Regions from separate parts of the Mus musculus genome. Here region 2 is linked to region 1. Evidence: chromatin contacts called from public Hi-C data. All regions are on one chromosome and are shown on one strand. Each heading gives the region's core, a stretch centred on a gene start, on an enhancer-like site or on the middle of the called end of the contact. The rest is flanking DNA. Distances are from core to core; before and after follow the strand shown.

The links. A called contact is a pair of places that touch in the nucleus more often than the background predicts.
Region 2: a Hi-C map of uterus shows a contact between it and region 1, with 6 times the contacts expected there. The contact joins two enhancer-like sites. A contact is called at or near these places in 1 of 39 promoter capture datasets (liver), 10 of 484 Hi-C or Micro-C datasets (CD8 T cells, brown adipocytes, embryonic stem cells and 3 more), 2 of 115 datasets of contacts at active chromatin or transcription factors (embryonic fibroblasts and embryonic stem cells) and 2 of 9 other capture datasets (adipose tissue and liver).

Annotation. Positions count from the first base shown.
Region 1 is chr19:40,476,426-40,479,647 of GRCm38.p6, reverse strand. The region is part of intron 1 of Sorbs1 (sorbin and SH3 domain containing 1); the gene reads left to right. Among named protein-coding and RNA genes, the nearest start is that of Sorbs1, 36 kb to the left of the region's middle. Within about 2 kb of position 1,872, at least 137 of the 459 cell types and tissues checked have an H3K27ac peak or open chromatin away from gene starts, as enhancers often do. A contact at or near this core is called in uterus, where this site is marked.
Region 2 is chr19:40,547,828-40,551,285 of GRCm38.p6, reverse strand. It overlaps Aldh18a1 (aldehyde dehydrogenase 18 family, member A1), which reads left to right. Exons shown (of 19, transcript NM_019698.2): 19 at 1-1,029. The coding sequence ends at 138. Among named protein-coding and RNA genes, the nearest start is that of Sorbs1, 36 kb to the right of the region's middle. Within about 2 kb of position 2,030, at least 17 of the 459 cell types and tissues checked have an H3K27ac peak or open chromatin away from gene starts, as enhancers often do. A contact at or near this core is called in uterus, where this site is marked.

The DNA.
Region 1 (3,222 bases), core at 623-3,122:
GTCCATAAGAGACTTTCTGCAAGACTCTCAGAGTTGGAGTTGATGAACTGTCAGGATCAGGTACAATGGCCTTACCTTGATGGAGGAAATGCTAAACCAGGAGACATATAGATGTTAAATAAGGGCTCAAGGAATACATCTTGACACTTGGTTTGAGAATGCCATGAATGGTAATTAACAAAACAAGAAAGAAATATGTGCCAAGACTCAGGCCTGGCGACACAGGCCTGTAATCTAATCCACTCAGAAGGCAAATCCAGGATGAATGTAAGTTCCAGTCCTGTCTTTTTGGTTGTTGTTGGTTTTGAGACAGGGTTCCTCTGCGTGGCCTTGTCTGTTCTGGAACTTGTAGACCAGGCTGGCCTCAGACTCAGAGAGATGTTGTCTCTGCCTCTGCCTCTCTGCCTCTCTGCCTCTCTGCCTCTCTGCCTCTCTGCCTCTCTGCCTCTCTGCCTCTCTGCCTCTCTCTCTGCCTCTCTGCCTCTCTCTCTGCCTCTCTGCCTCTCTGCCTCTCTCTCTGCCTCTCTGCCTCTCTGCCTCTCTCTCTGCCTCTCTGCCTCTCTCTCTGCCTCTCTGCCTCTGCCGAGTGCTGGGATTAAAGGAGTGCACCACCACCACCACCTGGTGCTGTTGTGTTTTTTCTGCTTGATATTGAGGTTGGCTTTTCTAGGCTCATCTTGGAAGGGCCTTGGGTAGTAGGAATGGGTTGTTGCAGGGCAAGACCATGGTGGCTTTGGGATGGGGGAACATGACCAGGTCTTGCTCCTTATACTACTTCTCTTTCTTTATGTTTCCTTTTCTCCCCCCTTAATATACTCGATTCTTTCTACTTCCTTGTCCCAGGACTATTTTATGTGTTGCCAGGTGTGATGTTCGACACAGAAGATGGAGAGTCCTTTTCTTCCCTTTATGTCCTTGATGCTCCATTTTACAGGCTGTCTTTGGCCATTTCTCCCCATGCCTTGCTGTACCCATTAAAGTCACTGCAGGCTTTGTGGAGTGGGAGACCCGGGTCATCCTCACACGAATGCCAGCTCTTTTGTGTCCCCTATTATGGTGCTGGGGCAATAGGGCAGGGTGTTGGGGTGGCTTTGCACATTCTTGGTTGCAACTGGCAGGGCATAGGAGCCAGTACAGCGGTGGGCCTGTGTGCTGCTGAAGCCGGGCCAGCACCAGGCTCAAAGGCTCAAGTGCTGCCCGGTGCTGACTCCACATTTTGGCTCTTAGGCTTCTGCCGTGTCATTTGTATTGGTCATTTAGCCTGGGCTGCTCCACAGCCTTGTCATCATAGGAATTACACAACATCTAGCGTTTTTGACCTTGTAAGGCTTTGGAGAAGAGACTGTAAATTCCTGCTCCGTATAGCAGCTCAGGGGATGGAACGAAGGAGACTTAGTCGGCTGACAGCCCTGGTGTTGGAAGGCTGCCCCTGCACTTGTGCATATGTTGGGCACGTCCCAGAGGGGTTCGTGCTGCAAAGAAGATTGCTGATCAGTGTTAGCCCAAGGAGGTTTGAGGACAGATTAGCTCCTTTTACAGCAAGTATTTTCTTCAACTCCCCACCACAGAAAGAGAGGTTTGGGTTTATTTAGATACACGTAAGAAGTCTCCTTTTCCTTAGTGTTTATTGTTGGCCTTTCCAAGTTCCAGGCCAGTTTCAGGGGGCCTAGGAAACAGTTTGTCAGCCTCTGTTGTTTTGACGTTCAAAGCTTCTAACAAACCCCAGTTTGGGCGAGAGCTTAGCAACTGCAGCGTGGCTGGGTCCCTGGCCAGGGAGGTGTCATTTCCTGATAGGTTTTGACTGCTAAGCACTCTGTGGGCTCAGTAGTACTGTGTCTCTTCTGAACCGGTCATGTGCTGTACTCTTATATTACTGGAGAGGGAGTGTCCCCAGAGCCTGGGGTGGTGAGGTCACTTACCTGGGTCACCACAGAGCCGTGGAAGAACCTGAACTGGAATTATCTCTTTTTCCAACCAAGTCTTAAATCCCATTTGCTGACTCTGTGTGTGTGTGTGTGTGTGTGTGTGTGTGTGTGTGTGTGTGTGTGTGGTAGTTGAATAGGGTCCAGGCACACACACTTTGCAATCAACTTGTCTGGGCTCCAGGTTCTAGCTGAGTTATTTATTTACTTTGCTTATGAGCATTGGCTTAGCCTTCCAGAGTTTCAGTTTCCTTATCTGTAGGATGGCGACTGCCCTTCTTGATAGGTTTTGAAGCTCTCCCAGGCTTGTTCCCAGTACATGTAGGCACTCAGTAGTTGGCACTTGGCAGTGTTATTTTCCATACCTTGCTGTAGATTTCTGGCTCTGCCGGGGTCTGTTATAGGCAGAGCTGCAGTAATCCCCAAACTTGCACGCCACCCTGCACCATCTTCCTTTCATTTAATGCAAACCTTGTGAGCAGACTAAGATCTGGGTTGGTGCGCACCTGTTAGAAGAGGATGCCTATGGATTTAAGCACCGTGCATTCCACAGTCAGCCATTTTTGGCTCAGTTTCAAAGCAGAAGCAGATTAGAGGTGTATGTGTGTGTGTGTGTGTGTGTGTGTGTGTGTGTGTGTCTGTGTGTACATGTGTGTGTGTAGAGGTTGGAAGTCAACCTTTGGTGGGGTTTCTCCTCAAGTGTCACCCACTTTGTGTTTTCTTGATAGGCTCTCTCATTGGCCTGAAATTCGAGAAGTAGGCCAGGCAGGCTGATTGATCAGTGAGTTTCTGGGATCCTACCATTTTTGTGTTGTTGGTTCTGGGGCTCAAACTCAGATCTCCATTCCTACACAGTAAAGTCTTCAGTGACTGCTGCCTCCTCGTCCCCAGACAGATATTATTGGGTCAGGAGAAGTTCCATGTGCTCCAGGTATCCTTGAGTTACAGACACTCTGACTTGTGAGCTATCCACCCATAGGACTTCCTCTTGCCTTTACCCTTCCTTGCCCAGCTGTTCGGATGATGATTCAGTCTGCAAACATTTGAGTGTCTCCTGTGTTCCAGGCATAGGGCAAAGTGCGAGGGAGAAAACACACGTTGAACCTGGAATTCATGAGTCTTATGGTTCATAGGGAAGGCATCAAGTCAATATGAGTAAAGTCATCACAAATCATTTTGAGGCTGCAGTGAGGAAGTGCTGGAGACCACTGAAGCACATGCTAGAGAGACCTGACTGTGTTTAGGGGACCACAGAAGGCTCTCAAAGAGGTGAGTGTTGAGCTGATAGCGGAAAGTCGGA
Region 2 (3,458 bases), core at 781-3,280, 71 kb before region 1:
CCAGTAGGACTTGAGGGATTGCTAACTACAAAGTGGTTGCTTCGAGGGCAAGACCACGTGGTCTCGGACTTCTCCGAGCATGGAAGCCTCAAGTATCTTCACGAGAATCTCCCTGTTCCCCAGAGAAATTTCAGCTGAGAGGTGCCAGGCAGTCGGGACCGTTGTGCGCCGTCTGGCACATGGAGGCTACTCCAGGATCTCCAGAGAGAACCTGATCTCGTCCCTCACTTCTTGGAAGGGTCTGTCTTCTGGACAGTTCACCTATGCTTCTGGCTCTCCTCAGCGTTTCCAACCTTAGCTAATGTTCACACTCCATTTTGGCCTTCTTGGGTGTGTCTGTCTCCGTAACTGGGGTTGAATCTAGGGCCTTGCACATGGTAGGCAAATGCTCCACTGCCAGGCTGTCTCCCTGGCCCTGCAGTCCAGTCCTAGGAAGAGAATCGCTGTTGGAGACAGAGAGGCTTGGCTTTTCCCAGTCTGTTCACATCAGAGGTAGACCCTAAGGGACGCATCTACCATCAGAGACAATGGAAAGTCCTGGCTGCCGGAACGCCTCAGTGAGGTAAAGTCTCTTGGCGTTTTGACTGGGACCAGCCCAGCCATTCTCAGCCTCTCGACATGTAATTTCATTTCTTTTACGAAAGCTCGTCTTAAGGAGGGCTAACTCCTTAAAACCTTTAACATTTTCATTGGAAACGGTGACTGAGACAGACTGACTGTATCCACTGGGGAGATGACCTTGGTGTGTCTGTGAAGTTATGGGCGCACATCCTAGACATCTGCAGTCTGTCTCCGGCCTGGGGACACATGGTACCTTCAAAGTAGTTGGAATCTGAGCATCACGCTGGAGGGATGAATTTCAGGATGTTCCTACAAGTGGGAGGAAGATCTACAATCATGCTTGACCTTTTTATACAAATTATTTTGACATCCTATTCTCGACCTCCAGGACAAAGACTAGAGATTATTTTAATACTTTAGATTCTCCCCCCCCCCCTTTTTGAGAAATAAAATTCTTATAAAAGCCCATGTGCACAGTTCGTTTTCTCCCTTATTTGTCCTTGCCGTCATCTCCACTCTCCCTCCCTGGTGACCCTTCCTGCCCTGCTCTCAGCATGTTCCTGGAAGTTGGCTTGGTGGGTGGGAACGGTCATGGGGGAGCAGTTTCAATGGAAATGGCGAAGGGAAACCTTCCAGGGAGGGACTCCGGTCTTGAGAGGAAAAGAAAACAGAACAGTGGGCACCAAGAGTTTGTAGTCTGCTTATATGATGATTTGGGGCTGTGCAAGACATGAACATATTTGTTTCTGTCACGTCCTCCCCAGCATCTGCTCCACCATGTCACCAGCCCACATCTTTGGTTCACTGTGGCTATAACTCAATTCACTCTCCTGACCTGCCAAGTGTCTCTAAACACTTCTAATCCCCTCAATCCCTTTCCTTTAGCCCCTATTCTTAGTCTTCACAACCCTGCAGTCTGCATTTCAAAGACTTTTTATTTCTTGGAGGCCTCCAAAAAGAAGCAAGTGTTCACTGACAGGCTGCTTCTGATCCTCAGCGTGGTTTTATAGGCATAAGAATTACTGTGTCGTGTGGATCATGTTCCCAGACTGGCTCCAGCTCTACCTCTCATCTAGACCCTTACATGGTCTGGCCTGGCAAGGCACCCAGCCTGCCTTGCCCGGTGAAGGGGGAATTCTGACATAGCTTGCCTGAAAAGGGAATAAGCAAGATCCAGCTGAAAAGACAACACAGATTCCACAGGCAGCTCCCACCAGACAACAGATACCCCAGGAGTCTGAAATAGCAGATCCCTTTGGGAGCTCACTGTGAACACAGGCTGCCATGTGGGCTCTGGGGAAGGTGGGTTCTGGGATTGACTGGTGGTATGGCTTACAGGCTGCAGGTTAATGCAACCAAGGTGCAGGGCAAGAATGAAACCAGCGAGTCTGGAGAGCAGTGACTGTTGATTTAGGGCAGAAGGCTATATATAGGTTTCAAGAAAGTATGCCCTAACAGTGGTGTTGGTATCTCCTAGAGCCTTGTTTTTACAGCATGGGACAGAGATAGGGTATGTTCTGGAAAGGGCAGGTTGAACAGCCAACAGGGCTCTTTGCCCCTATTCAGAAACCGTAGCCCTGTCAATTTCCACAGAGGTGAGGCCACCAGCACCCTCCCTTTCTCCACTCAAAGTGAAGAAACACCTACAGGGCACTAGGAGGCAATCAAAGACTTGAAAGTGGCTCTACGTGGGTGGCCCAGTGTTTACTGGGCTGTCCTGTGGAGAGGAACTTCTTACTCTGAAGCTACTCCTGTGGTCCTTGCCTCCCACCATCAGCTCCTAAACAATACATGCCACAGAACCAACCAACCCTGACTCTCCCGGTTCCCACAAGGGGGCCAAAGAAAGAGTCCCTGGCACATGAGTTCATGGTCTTATTCAAACGGTAGTTGTACTTGGTTGTAGATTTTCTGTGATTAACAGCCCAAGGCATCACTATGGGACATACCCCCATTCGGAGATTGCTTATTAGATAGTTGACCAGCACAGGATGGAAAGCGGTTTGGCTGCCCTTCTTCTCTTATTTTATGAATCTGTCTCTCCCTTGTCTTGTCAGTTGGTGTGATTCAAAGCGGGATACTGCTCCCGCATCATTCTGCAATCGATGCTCACGTGATTCAGGCCTCAGTAATCCAAGCACTGCTGGGCATGTGGTTTAAATTTGACCAAATAGCATGTTGGTAGAATATTTAGGCAGTTATTAGGAAAAGTAAGCTCTAGTCTCCTGGGGCCATAAAGTCTATTTCAAGGAGATTAAAGCTGATTGTATCCAGTCTGCTACTGTGTAGGAAGAGTTTGTGGAGGTCATCCAGCAGAGGAGAAGCCAGAGGCTGTGTAGTGAGCCCAGCTCCATCCAACCTGTGTCTGAAGGAGATGTAAGTACACTGTAGCTGTCATCAGACACCCCAGAAGAGAGCATCAGATCTCATTACAGATGTTTGTGAGCCACCATGTGATTGCTGGGAATTGAACTCAGGACCTTCGCAAGAGCAGTCAGTACTCTTAACTACTGAGCCCTCTCTCCATATCTAGTCCGCTCCTAGATTCAACTCAGCAATTCAGTTTTTTGGTTTAAACTAGTCTGAACTGGCTTTTTATTTTTCATATTGGAAGACTGGATGATATACCTGGGTTCAAGTCTCTGCTCTGCCACTAGGAAACTGCATGGCCTAAGCAAGAAATTTAGCCTGTTTGTTCTTGGGACTGTTGTTATGCCTGCTACATAGTTGGTAAGGTAGAGGCACTGCATTGTGAGGGAGAGGTGACCACGTTCTGTGCTGTCATTCCTCGTGAGCTTGATGCTGTTCCCAAACTCCAGAAGTGTCTTGCTACTGATGATGCTACATTCAAGAGCCAGATTTTCCTATCCTGTCTGCAGCTGCTCCCCCAGAAGACC